Linked DNA regions of Mus musculus: all the other regions are linked to region 3. Evidence: chromatin contacts called from public Hi-C and HiChIP or PLAC-seq data. All regions are on one chromosome and are shown on one strand. The core of a region is the stretch at or near the end of the contact, and the rest is flanking DNA. Distances in the headings are between cores, read along the strand shown.

What was found. A called contact is a pair of places that touch in the nucleus more often than the background predicts. HiChIP or PLAC-seq counts read pairs in DNA pulled down with a chosen protein or histone mark.
Region 1: a Hi-C map of bone marrow-derived macrophages shows a contact between it and region 3, with 28 read pairs. The contact joins the enhancer-like site here to the promoter of P2ry2 in region 3. A contact is called at or near these places in 8 of 39 promoter capture datasets (the 3T3-L1 cell line, embryonic stem cells, hippocampal neurons and 4 more), 2 of 484 Hi-C or Micro-C datasets (bone marrow-derived macrophages and nephron progenitors), 6 of 115 datasets of contacts at active chromatin or transcription factors (CD8 T cells, the HPC-7 cell line, bone marrow-derived macrophages and 2 more) and 4 of 9 other capture datasets (adipose tissue, liver, macrophages and 1 more).
Region 2: a contact with region 3 is called in an H3K4me3 HiChIP or PLAC-seq map of microglia, with 6 times the contacts expected there. The contact joins the enhancer-like site here to the promoter of P2ry2 in region 3. A contact is called at or near these places in 12 of 39 promoter capture datasets (the 3T3-L1 cell line, the HPC-7 cell line, HPC-7-derived erythroid cells and 7 more), 1 of 15 datasets of contacts at CTCF or cohesin (large pre-B cells), 1 of 484 Hi-C or Micro-C datasets (bone marrow-derived macrophages), 9 of 115 datasets of contacts at active chromatin or transcription factors (CD8 T cells, the HPC-7 cell line, bone marrow-derived macrophages and 4 more) and 4 of 9 other capture datasets (adipose tissue, liver, macrophages and 1 more).

What each region holds. Positions count from the first base shown.
Region 1 is chr7:101,211,716-101,216,307 of GRCm38.p6, forward strand. The region is part of intron 8 of Fchsd2 (FCH and double SH3 domains 2); the gene reads left to right. Among named protein-coding and RNA genes, the nearest start is that of Gm50587, 45 kb to the right of the region's middle. Within about 2 kb of position 2,011, at least 48 of the 459 cell types and tissues checked have an H3K27ac peak or open chromatin away from gene starts, as enhancers often do. A contact at or near this core is called in CD8 T cells and bone marrow-derived macrophages, where this site is marked.
Region 2 is chr7:101,228,777-101,232,991 of GRCm38.p6, forward strand. The region is part of intron 8 of Fchsd2 (FCH and double SH3 domains 2); the gene reads left to right. Among named protein-coding and RNA genes, the nearest start is that of Gm50587, 28 kb to the right of the region's middle. Within about 2 kb of position 1,720, at least 15 of the 459 cell types and tissues checked have an H3K27ac peak or open chromatin away from gene starts, as enhancers often do. A contact at or near this core is called in the HPC-7 cell line, bone marrow-derived macrophages and microglia, where this site is marked.
Region 3 is chr7:101,010,140-101,014,483 of GRCm38.p6, forward strand. P2ry2 (purinergic receptor P2Y, G-protein coupled 2) reads right to left here and starts at 1,859. Exons shown (of 3, transcript NM_008773.4): 1 at 1,573-1,859.

The DNA of each region.
Region 1 (4,592 bases), core at 761-3,260, 200 kb after region 3:
GAAGAGCAGTTAGTGCTCTTAACCACTGAGCCATCTCTCCAGCCCCTTTAGTTAAAATTTTAAGTGAGACATATTTTTGTTTCAAGTTTAGTAAGTTAATTTGGATGAAATTTATTTAGTGATATGGTAGCATTATTTTATTCTTATAGTATATGGCATGATAATTTTCACAGTGACATTTTCACACACTCAGACTCATACTCACTGTTATACTTAGTTATTTGCCCTTCACCAACCTCTTCCAGTTTAGATCCTTTCCTCTTCTTTTATAATTCTCTTTCTACATTTATGTCATGTGTGTGTGGGGTCAGAGGTGCATGTTGTGCCCATGTAAATTTAATCTAGATTCTACAGATGAAAAATGCAGTGTTTGTTATTCTGAGTCTGGTTTATTTTACTTAACATAATCTCTGGTTCCATCCATTTTCATGCAAAAGTCATCATTACATTCTTCTTTACAGCTTAATAAAATCCCATTGTTCATGTAAGTATTCATTTTTATAGCATCTTTTTATTCATTCAGCTTTTTAGTCTGGTTCCATATTTGGCTCCATTTTGAATTGATTTTTGGTCAGATTAAGGATCTAGTTTCGCTCTTATATGTGGACACCTAGTTTTCAAAGGACCATTTGTTAAATTCCTTCATTTCCAATGAGTATTTATGATGATTTGTCTAAGATGGGTGCTTATTAATGTGTGGGTTTATTTCTGGGTCCTCCATTCTGTTCTATTGCTTTATGTCTGTTTTGTGCCAGTACCATGCTGGCTTTGTTATTATAGCATATTATCTTTCATATAGCTATAAATGAGGCGTTTTACTCAGTTACAAGAAGATTTAGTATCACATAAGCTCAAAGCTGATGTTATTGAGAGGAGTTAGCTTTCCAAGTTCAGATGCTTTAAAATTTTAATTTGAGCTGGGCATGGTGTTGTGCAGCTTTAATCCCAGCACTCTATAGTGGAAGGCAGAGGCAGGCTGATTTCTATGAGTTCCCGGCTAGCCTGGCCAATATAGTGAGTTCTAGGACAGCCAAGGGTTAAATAGAGAGACCCTGTCTTAAAATAAAATTGAATTTGAGATTAGAGATCTTAACACAAGCTATTAATGGAATTGAGAAGTATGTGGAACACTAAGATCTGGGGTTTGCTTGCTGCCCTAGTTTCTGGGCATGTTAGGTCTTCTCTGCATCATGTCTCAAAGAATTTCCTTCCTAATAGCCTTTCTGACCGAGAACTATCTTGTGTCTTCTAGCACATTAATTTTCTTACTATCTAGTACCTTCTTTGTTTCAACTTCTATTGAGACACCAATACATAAGTTCCTCTTGCCCTTTCCACTTTTAGTAACACAAGTTTTGAAATTTCATGTAAAACAAGTAGAAGAGTAGTTGTGTTTACATCGAGACATCTAAGGCTTTAGATAAGGTGAACTCTTGACCATAGGAAGAAGTCATGCCAGGTGTATCAGTTCAACCTTGCAATATAAGCACATGGATGTTCAGGGTGACTAAGACAAGAATCACTTTGGTTTCAAGGCCAGCATGTGTTACCATATGAGACCTTGTTTCAAAATTCTGAATTCAAATAACTATGTATGTATGCATTGTTTTGCTACAGGAGCCCTCCTCCAAAGTACACTGATCATTTCACTCTGCTTGTGAACTGGTGAGATCTTCTTTACCCATCTGCAGAACTGTGGCTAGCAATACCCTGTGCATAAATTGCAGTAGAGGGGTTCTTCAGATACACATTTTTCTTTTTACCTTTCATCATCTTACTAATGAAACTCAGTGTCTCAGAAGTAACTTCTTACATTTCTTAGTTAATTTATCACTTCAAAGTAAAGATGAGGGTATAAGTAAGGAACAAGAGAGGGCGACAGAAATAGATCAGCAGGTAAGAGCTTTGTTCTTACAGAGAACCAGGGTTCAATTCCCAACACCCACATGGTACCTCACAACCATCTGTAACTCACAGAGGATCTGACACCTCCTTCTGATCTCACAGGCACCAGGCATATGAGTGGTGCATAGACATACATGTGAGCAAAACATTCATACATATAAAATAACATAAATAAATCTTAAGAAAAAGAGAACAAGATTACAATAGTTTCTACTCTGAACCAGTGAAAACTAATATTAGCTTTCCCCTTAGAGACCTTATTTATCTTTCTAGCACTAAAATAGAGAGTGTTTGCTTTGTCTTGAGTGACCAAGCAGGACCAATACAGTTGTGGTTCATGGGGAGTTTCCAGAGGACACTTTTGGTGCTCTTCCTCCTCCTAGCCTTTGGTAAAATATGCAAATGTACCAGGAAACTGGGGAGGTTTTTTTTGTTGTTGTTCTTACCCCGAATAGAACTCTTCTAAACTGTACCTGTTGAGAGTGTAAATTCAGAAGTTTGTTTTTTAAGTGAAGGAAGCATATGGGGTTTTTGTGTGTGTGTGTGTGTGTGTGATTTTTGTCAGCTAGGATTTTTTTTCCATCAGCTGCACGGAAAAGGGAATTTTATCTGCTATACTGGGTTTGCCTCATTTCCTCTTAAGCCATGATTAATTGCAGCTAGATATTTAGAATTTATAAGACTGAAAATAGACTTCAAGTCAGTGGAAAAGTGAAAGATTATGAAAGATAGAATGTTTAGACTCTTAAAAAGTGCTTTTTAACCAAAGAGTACACACCAGGGACCCATGGCTCCAGCTGGATATGTAGAAGAGGACTGCCTTATCGGGCATCACTGGGAGGGGAGCCCCTTTGTCCAGTGGAGGCTCAATGACCCAGGGTAGGGGAATGCTAGGGCAATGAGGCAGGAGTGGGTGGGCAGATGGAGGAGCTCCCTCATAAAGGCAGGGGGATGGGGGAGAGGATAGGGGTTTGTGGTGGAGAAACTGGGAAGGAGGATAACATTTGAAATGTCAATACATAAAATAACCAATAAAAAATGTAAAAAATAAAAGGGCTTTTTACAGCATACCAGCCTATATTTGATAGTATATTTGTGAAAAATAGACAAAAATATGAGTGAATATTTATCCAAGCTTAGTGAGTGTTAGAGTGTGATTTTAAAGCAAAGACAAGTGATACATGGAAAAATAGTAATAGATTTAACAATTCCAAATTTTAACACCCTCCCTCAAGTACACACACGCACACGCACACCTATATGAATTTATGTGCACCATGTACATGTAGGTGCCCACGAAGGCTAGAGGGAATCAGATCCTCTGGGAATTAGAGTCACAGACTTGTGAATTGCCTGCCTGATGGAGGTGCTGGGAACCTAACTCTGGTCCTCTGCAAGAGCAGCAAGCACTCAACCTTTGAGCCATCTCTTAGCCACAACAAACTCAGTTTTTAAAAATGCATGACAGTAACAATACGTGACAATTGAGCTAAATGCTTTACATTAAGTCTTGTGCTTTACATCTAGGTGAGGGTCCTAGCAGACAGGAGGGTTAGAGATGCTGCCCTAAAACACAAGGTTTATAATCCTGGCCTGCTTCCCAGTCTTGCAGCACATCTCCTTGCTGCTTTCTACACTACCACTCAGCAGATACCACTTCTGTTAGTCTTCTGTTACAGCAGTATTCTACTGAAACATACTAAGTTTATATTAGTTGGGATAAAGACTAAATGACTAAACTAGAGAGACTCCAAATTATGATGGTTCCTACAAGATAATACTTCTCATACAGTAGTTTAGGGTTAATAAATAGGTTCTACTTTCTGAAGTTATCCAAGGATGAAGGTACCAGGACAGCTCCATTGTTTAACTCTCATCATTGGCCTGACCAACATTAAGGACTCACTTATTTGGATTATAGCCAGTGAGTAAGAGAATGAGATCATGGAGTAGACACACCTATTTTCCTGAGATCTAGTCTACAAAGTCGCATGCATTAATTACTCCACTCAAGTTATAAAAAGAAAGCTTAGTGACATGGCCATACCTAGCAATAGCAGAAGAGTCTAGGAATTGCAGTCTTATCATATACCCAGGAGGGAAGGAAGAACAGTTTCTGCCACAACTACCACTTCTGAATATCTGACAAGTCACTAGTCACATGATAACGTAGAAGTTAATATGAAAAATAAAAGCACCTAAGAATAAAAAATACAAATATGATTTTAAAAAGAGAAATGCAAAAGAGTAGTTGATGGTTAGTAGATTTTTGACAAAATACTAAAGCCATTCAGAGGAAGAAAGAATGTCTTTGAGCAGGTGGTACTGGTCACAGCTGAATATCCACGTGCACAGAAAATTATTAAACCATTGCTGCCATGTATAGAAATTAATTTAAAATGAACTAGAGACTTAAAGGTCAATGCTAAAACTGCAAAACTCTTAGGGAGCAAAGTGTAAGTCCATATGGCCATAGGCAGTGCTCTCTTAAATATCACCAGAACCATACTCAAATGAGGGGGAGAGGTGTTGCTAAATTTACAGCTATGAAGAAAATGAAAAGACAAAATGGGGGGGGTCCAAAAAATAAGAATTTGAAGCTGTGTATGTTGGTGCATTTGGGAAGTGGAGTCAGGAAACTCAAGAGTTGAGCTGCCTGGAGACCTTGTCTTCACACACACACACAC
Region 2 (4,215 bases), core at 470-2,969, 220 kb after region 3:
GTTCCACAGTTAGGAACACTTCTTGATCTTACAGAGGACCCTGGCATGATTCCCAGCACCTACATGGTGGCACACAACCATCTGTATGTAATTTTAGTCTCAGGAGTTCCATCACCTTCTTCTGATCTCCGTGGGCACTGGGCTTGCACATAGTACACATAGATACATGCAGCCAAAACACTGATACACATAAAATAATTTTAAAAGCCACTGAAAACTCATATTAAATAGTCAAAAGTTTTGAAAGATACACTTGGATGACTTACCTACTAAAGTTTTAAGTATTAGAGGCAATCCAGGAAGTCATACAGAGCACGTAAATTACTATTCACATGAACCATCACTATGTATGCCCATGTCACACCTTCAGAGTTTTGCTTCTCCTATCGTTTACCATTTAAATAGTTCTTACTTTAAGGGAACAGGGTGATGGCACAGTAGGACCCAAGTACACATGCCAGCACCTGCATTAGGCTGCTTACAGTTGCCTGCTCCAAGCAGGGGATCTGATACCCCTAGTCTCCATGAGCATCCACAGATACAAATAATTAAAAATAATTTTTAAGAATAGTTTTTACTTTAAAAATTTAAGAAACATATTATCATTTGTATTTGCTTGATCAACTTTAAAATAAAAAATTGTCTACTATAGGAAGCAGAGGAAGCCCTGAGTGTGTGTAGTCCTGGGTGAATGTGTAGTGTCAACATGGGCACAGCCATGCCAAGGTCTCCAAGGCCTTGGACCCATGGGAAATTGTCAAAGCCATTGCCATGTGGGCCAGGTTCAAGAGGGAAAAGCTTTCCTCCAGAGTCTTGTGTGTAAGGAAGTGACCTCTGAAAGCAGCAACTGAAGCTCCCTCCTCCCAGATATTTACAGCCTCAGCCTGACTGCTGTTTACAAGACTAGCCCCTCCCCACGTCCAGTCCCTAAAAAACACACTGAGGTTCTGAGTTGCCCACGGTAGCAAGTAGTAGTACCCCATCTGACCCCTGCTTTGCTGTGTGTTGTCTGTGCGTCCTTTCTTCATTCCCTCACCATCCCTAGTCAGGGTTTCAGGACCCAAGACAGTAGGGTCTCAGCAGTCTACTATAAGGCTTTTGATCTGTGTTGAAGAGGAATAAAAATATAGGAAGGCAAAGTATTAATTATTTATAATCAATTATCAGTGCAAATCAAGGTTTTTCTTATAATATAACCAAAAGACAGAGTTTGGAATATGGTTGATATAAACTATAGTTATTTTGTAATAATAAAAGGGAAAAAGAAGGCAACGTTTTATTTAGTGCACACACACTTTTTTTTTTTTAAGTTTAGGACCTTCCACATCGTACAGTTTGTGAACTCAGTTGCTTCTCTTTTGCTGTAATACCATCAGGCTTTTCAGTCATGAGGGCTAATGTGGATTCACCCATAGTTTTAAACCTATAAATTCTGATCCAATACGTTACTTATCAAACAGTTATTTGCTGAACATTGTCAGTATTTCAGGCTCCATGTTTGACCCTCAAGATTCAATGCTAAACAGACTGGCATGGCCCTTCCTGTTCATAGAGTTCAATAACCAAAAGAAGGACAGGCAAGCGTCAGAAGCACAAGATAAAGCCACGAGGTAAAAAGACAAGAACCATCCAGAGTTCACAGCGATCAAGAGAAGCCCTTAAGGCTGAATGATAATGAGCAAGGCAGGGAGAGAGGATGAGGAAAGGGCCTGTGACATGTGACATGTGAGCTCAGAGGCAAGAGAAGTGCTGGTAGAGCTCAGAGAGGCTTAGTTTAGGGAAAGTGTTGCAGGGAAGGGAAATGGCAAACAGGTGAACAAGGGGTCAGACAGAAGCCATGTCCAAACTATTCGGTCAGTGGTAAAGTTCAAAACAAACAAAACCTATCCTGAACATAATGCCTGGCCAGGGAAGAGTGTTGAATAGTCAGTCATATAAAATACAAGTCAGGGGTATCCTCCCTGATGCAGTGCGAAGTGGGATGTCAGGACCAGGCATGGTTACATATACCTTTTATCTGAGCACTCCAGAGACAGAGTCAGGCAGATCTCTGTGAATTTGAGACTAGCCTGGTATTCATAGTGAGATTCAGACCACCCAGGGCTATGTAATACTATCTTGAAAGGAAATGGGTTGGCAGAAATAACTGGAATAGGAAATTGCTAAGAAATAACAAAAGAACTTGGTAGGTTAGCAGTATAGCTCTGTGTTAGAGTGTACACTTTGCATGTGCGAAGTGCAAAGGTTTGATCACTAGCACTGCTAGTTAACTGTTAAAAAGCTTTGATTTCTTTCCTTTCTTCCCTGTTTTCTGGTACTCATACTCAGATAGCTAGTATAATGCCTAAGTACAGTTGACACTCAATAGCAATATCATTCAGACTACATAGGAATATAGTTCACCTTAAACTGCACGCCTTGTTCATGATACCTATATTATCATGTCTTGTATATAGGTAAAATGAGCTATTTCTTCCAAACAAGATTATTAGGATGAGCTACTAAGAATATTTCTAAGTCAAAAACTTCATATCAGAAAACATGTCTCTTTTTAAAACAAATTCATGAAAATCATGATTTAAGGTAGAAATTTTAATTCCATCTCAACACACTACAGTGTCCAAAATGTTCATAACTATTTGAAGTTTATATTTAAGGCATTTCTAGTATAGGGGAATGCCAGGGCCAGGAAGTTGGAGTGGGTGGGTTGGGGAGCGGGGGGGGGGGGGAGGAGATAGGAGATTTTTGGAGAGGAAACTAGGAAAGGGGATAAGATTTGAAATGTAAATAAAGAAAATATCTAATTAAAATTTTTTAAATATATTTAAGGCATTTATTTGCACTGCCTGTTTATAGTACTCAATGGTGCCATCTAGTGGTAAAAGAAGATTCAGCACTATTACTCTGCTTCGGGGACAGGTTTTGTTTTATTTCAAGTCAATTTTATATTAAAAGCTTGATGTAAAAGCCAGACACAAAGTACAAAAATAATTATTGTAAAATTTATATACATGATTCTTATAAATAACATACTAACATACAAGGAATAAAATAAATAAATAACATTCAAGGAATAAAAGAAAGAAGAACAATGTTAGATATCATAATTTAGCCCTGACTGTCCTAGAACTCAATCTGTAGGTCAGGCTGGCTTTGAACTCAGAGATCCCCTGCCTCTCCCTGAGATTAAAGTGCTGGGATTAATGATGTATCCCTCCACCACTTGGTTTAAAACACGTTTTTCAAAAGATACTTGAGAAAGTGAAAAGAGCAGCCCATAAAATGAAAGGAAATATTTACAAATTATTTATCTTGCAAAACTCTGCTATATACAATACATAAAGAGTTATTGCCATTTGAAATCAGAAATAGACTCCAACTGAGATGTATGAAGCAGAGGCTGGAGATGTAGCTCAGTTAGTGAACTATTTGGCCAGCAGTTCAGTTTCTATTACTGTATAAACCAGGTGTGGCAGCACATACCTGGAATCTCAGGTGGAAACTAAAGGGTCAAAAGCTAAGGGTGGGCCAGTGAGATGGCTAAGTGGGTAGAGGCACTTGTGTGCAGGCCTAACAATCTGAGTTGGATCCCCAGATTCTGCAGCACAGCGGGGAAAAAAAATCAGAATTGTACTCTGACTGCCACATATGCACCATGATGCATGTATGTCTTCTGTAAGTAAATATTTTTCTTTGAAAGTTGGAAGTACTTTTAGTTGTATTACAAGTTCAAGTGGTGCTACAGGAGACCCTGTCTCAAAAAAAAAAAAAAGCCAAAGGTTTGAATTAGATAATTCGCCATAGAAAATAGATCAGTATATAGCAAAACATGTAAGGGACTCACAGACAAGTAACTCCAGTCTAAGGAGATCTGATGTTCTCTTCTGACTGCCATGAACACTGTACACTCTATGTGTGTACAGACAGACATTCAGGCGAACACTCATCCACATAAAATAATAAAATATCAACAATAATACCAATAAAGAGCACAATGAATAACACACACACACACACACAAATAAGTGGTGGCAAGGACACAGAGAATCTTCATGAATTGTTGGTTGATAGGGTGCAGCACTCTGGAAAACAAAGTTGCCATATGGCCAAAGGCAGTTCTACTCCTGTGTGTCTCCCCTGGGAACTAGAAGCAGGTGCCAACGCTAAAATAAAGGTAGAAGTGAAACTCTAAAACAAAAACATTTTATTTGGACG
Region 3 (4,344 bases), core at 609-3,108:
GATGCATCAGAGGGCACTTCTTAGTTAGCAGGTCAGCAAGATCTTCCTGGTCCTGTGAGCAGACCTGGGGATAATGGTGGTCATCCCATAAACAGCTGGGCAATTAGGCCACAAGAAAGACCCAAAGAAAGGCTCCTGGGGGCAGCCAGGCATGGTGGTGCTTGCCTTTAATCCTAGAGTTCCAGAGTTAGGCTATGGACAGGTCTCCGCGAGTTGGGGGTCAGCCTGGTCCATAGACTGACATCCAGGACACAGAGTGAGACACTGGAGAAATCAAACTCCCCTCAGCCTAGAAATAAGTAGCACTGCCTCATCCTGAAACTTTGGCCCTGGGCAGGGAGGCCTCAGCTGGGGCAGGTAAGCGGAGTCCCAGGTTTTATTTATGTAGCTTTGTGACCTTAGAGAAGACATTCTCCAAGCCTCTATTTTCTGATCTACAAAATAAAGGCAATAGTTCCTTTCTCATGGGGCCTTTAGGAGGAAAAGATGAGGGATTCTTATAAACTGTAACAAGTAACAGTTCAACAACATTCCAATAGTAGCATAAGCACTTCTCATTAAGAAGAAAGACTACAGCCAGGAAATTAAAGAACTCCTGGTGTCACCCATGAGGCCTTGGTGACATCCTCACATGCTCATCTGGTGCCTGGGGTAGGTGGGCAAAAGGGATCCCGGAAAGGCCACAACCTCACTCTGCATCTGGGCAGCCATTTCTGAGGATTACCCAGTATGCCAACCTGCCCATGTCCTCAAAACTCTGGAGTATCCAAAGCATGGAAAAGGAGAGGGGCAGACCTCCGCAGCAGGGCTTGTCCCCAGCCCTCATGCAGGACCCACACTGGCAGCAGTGTAGAGTCTGTTCAGAGACTCTCCTTCCTCCCACTCCCACCCACAGATAATTGCCACTTCCCTGCCGCCCCAGCCTGATCTTCAAAAGCCACTATTCCAAACTTGATCCAAAACAAGGCTGCTGACCCAGGGACTCTAGGGATGCCATTCTGAGCACAGCAGTCACCTAGCCCTATAAATCTCCAAACTGGAAAGGCTAGTTCCCAGAAGGATCTACACTTGGGTCTAGCTCCTGGAGATCAGTAACACACACACACACACACACACACACACACACACACACACACACACTGTAGCCCTAGTGAGGTGAACACTGTCTTTCTTCTGCCTGACCCTTCATACAGCACCACCTGCCCGATTAAAAGTTTCCAGACAGATCAAAGTCTTAACTGTCCTTATATGAAATTGCACTAGCAACCCACATTCCCACCCCACCGCACCCCCCACTCCCAACCCCACAACCCCGCCGCTGCTGCCACTGCCTCCGGTTCCTCACTGACACCTCACTGACACCGAGTGAGCTACCCAGACTGACTCTGGGGAGAGTTAAGAGTCCAAGCGCAAGAAGTCTCCAGGATTCCCAGGTCTCTTAGCCCACAGACTTACGCCCCAGGGGTACACACAGACTAAGTTCAGTCACTCACACCCTAAGGGTGTGCGCATTTGCCCACTAACACACAGATTCCCCCAGTATGCTGGTAAACACACCAAGATGACACTCACCGAGATCACGCTCTAGAGGAAACAAAGTTCATCAGCGCACCGGCAGCCGGCTCTCACCGCCCAGTTTTGCGCAGTACAAGGGCTGGGAGCCCGAGCCCTCGGGACAGTCACGTAATGGGCTCTCCCTGTTTGGCGCTGACTCGACCGGCGCTCCCGTCCCCAGGCCTCACTTGGCGACCTCTCTTGGTGTCCGCTCCCCTCTAGGAAGCACCTCTCACCTCCCCGCTGCGCTGGTCCCCTCCAAGGGCTGCCGCCGCTGTTCCTGGTGCCCGAGTCCCATGCCGAGTGGCGCAGGGTCCCACGTGCCTGGAAGCGCCGCGGTCCCCGCCCTACTCCGCCCCGCTCCGCACCCCATAGCCTGGCTGTGAGCAGGAGGGCGGGGCAGACTCTGGGCAGACGCCGGAGCCGCCCCCAACCCTTCTAAACAGATGCTTCCAGTCTGCCACCCGCTTGGGGACGCGGTCGGTCAGTGTCGCCGCCGGTCAGCGTGTCCGCCACGGCTGTTGAGCAAGGAGAGGCGGAAGGCGACCGTCCTGGCTGAGCAGAGGTCACCTGCTTAGCTCACCGATTTTCAGCGACGCCCAAGTTTTACAAGGTTTGCTTTGTGCTGGCCTGGCTCCTGTCACTGCCCACCGATGGACCTTTATACTGACCCTCAGCCTTCCCTCCGCTGCTGCCCCATCCCGCGTCACTTACGGATGGACAGATGGATGTGCTTTCAGACTGCTGGTACCAGCAGAAATCTTTGCCGGCTTCACCACCTCCGTCTGCTTTTGCTCTTCGTTCAGGTCACTAACGGGTCCATGAAGTCCTGGTTTAGTTTGATCTCTCATCTTGAACTGCCTCAATTCTTCTCTCTGGCCTGCTCTGAAGACTTTCTGTAGTCACAAACCCCATTCCTGTCCTAGTTTGAGCTCAAAAAGGCAAGGACCACACCAGCCACCTCACTGCTGTCCTGTGAAGGGGTGGATGAATGAGAGGGTGTCTGCCCCCTCCCATTTCTGACTCAGGCATCTGTTAGTATAAGTTCTAGGCCACCTTTAGCACTGTAAGACACATTTTCTGCGAAATGAAGCCAGTCCTTCCATGATCCTACTTTTCGTGTCCATCCAGGGAGTCTTGGGGTGGCCAAATAAACGGACAAGTTCAGAACAAGCCTTTTCCTATGGTGAGGAGTTTGCTCTCTGCCCAAGGGCTGTAGACTTTGTTAGTTGTGTATCCGCTGACTAAAGTCCCATTCGCAGCCCCTGGAGGGGTCCAGAAAGGGTCCGATCTGCAGCCCTGTCCAGAGTGAGAAGGGTGAATACACAGAGCTGGGTGGCTGAGCCTCTCTGCAGCCTCCTGGGGCCTTTGAGCAGACACAAAGGCTCCTTGTCTAACCTCTGCTGGCTATGGGAGCTGGTGCAGGCAGCTTCCAGAAATCTAGATCTCTCCACAGCCACCCTTGTGGCTTTAGGGTCCTCGTGTGAGGGAAGTCTTTCTGGTTATTGAAATCCCAGCGGATTTCCTTTTCCTGATCTCCCTTCTGAGCCGTCAGGTCTTTTTCTGCTGCTTCCCCTAGGACCCAGGATGGATCCTAGCCTCTAGAAGACCCACAGGCTGGACAGTGGGCAGTCTTGGACTTTACCCTTGCTGTGGTCCAATTCCTTTACTTTATAGCCAAAGAAACGACATTCCCAAGGTACATGACATCATGTCAGGTGACCTGGTAAAGCCCGAGTACTCAGATTCAAGTCTTCCTTCACTTTTTCTGTGTCTACTTTCTAAGATTCAGCCCTCTTTTTGTTGTTTGTTTGTTTGTTTATAGCTAGGATCTCCCTATGTAGGCCCTGTTGGCCTTGAACTCACCATGTAATTCAGGCTGGCCTCATTCAGCAGTCCTCCTGACTCAGCCTCTTGAGAGCTGATATTCTAGGCATGTGCTACCACGCCTGGCTCTCCATCTTCTTTTCTGCACAATGTGTTATGTACTCCTGTCTTGCTGTTCTGACTAAATGTCCTTATTTGGGGTCTTGCCCATGATCCTGAGCTTTCTGGGTCTGCAGAGTGAGTATCCCCTCTCAGAAGAGCCTGGGAGGTTAGGTTTCCCAATCCTCAGATTTTGTAGATCACCAAATCCAGTAGACTTCCCTACCCACCCCCCACCCCCACCCCCACCCCCACCCCCACCCCCATCGCATTCCAGTTTGAGCACATTTGCGTTCATATTTTCACGTACTCTGGACTTGAGAGTTTGCAACTGAAAGAGTTTAGAACCTCTATTGATCCAGCCAGGAAATGGGAGCTCTGTGAGACACAGTGAGTACCCTATGAAGTGTAGACCAGCACTGAGGGCGTCTCCCTGAATCTCGCAGCCAAAGCAGGCTAATGGTAAGGCCCAGGCGCTGTAATGGTCCCTGTGAAGTGTAATGAAGCCACAGGGGCATCTGCATTAGCAACAGAAGTTCAGGAGGGGATTGTCAAAGCGCCAGTCCTGGCTCCCCCGGCCCACCTCACATTAGAAGGTTTCCTGTCTCTCCATCCCTGAGCAAGCATTTGCCGGCTGGCAGGCATCCCCATCCCATGAGAAAACCTCCTGCTCTGAGAATCTAAGATGTGGGCGGGTGGGCAGGCGGGGTGGGGGGTGGTGGGGGTGGGGAGTCCCTGCCTGGCCAAGCCTCTAACGCAGCCCTCCAACCCTCTGTCACTGCCAGAATTGTGCCTCTGTCCCCCCTCACTGACACACTTTGCTTCACACTCTCTTGGGGGCTTCCTCTGCCCTCGAGGCAGCCC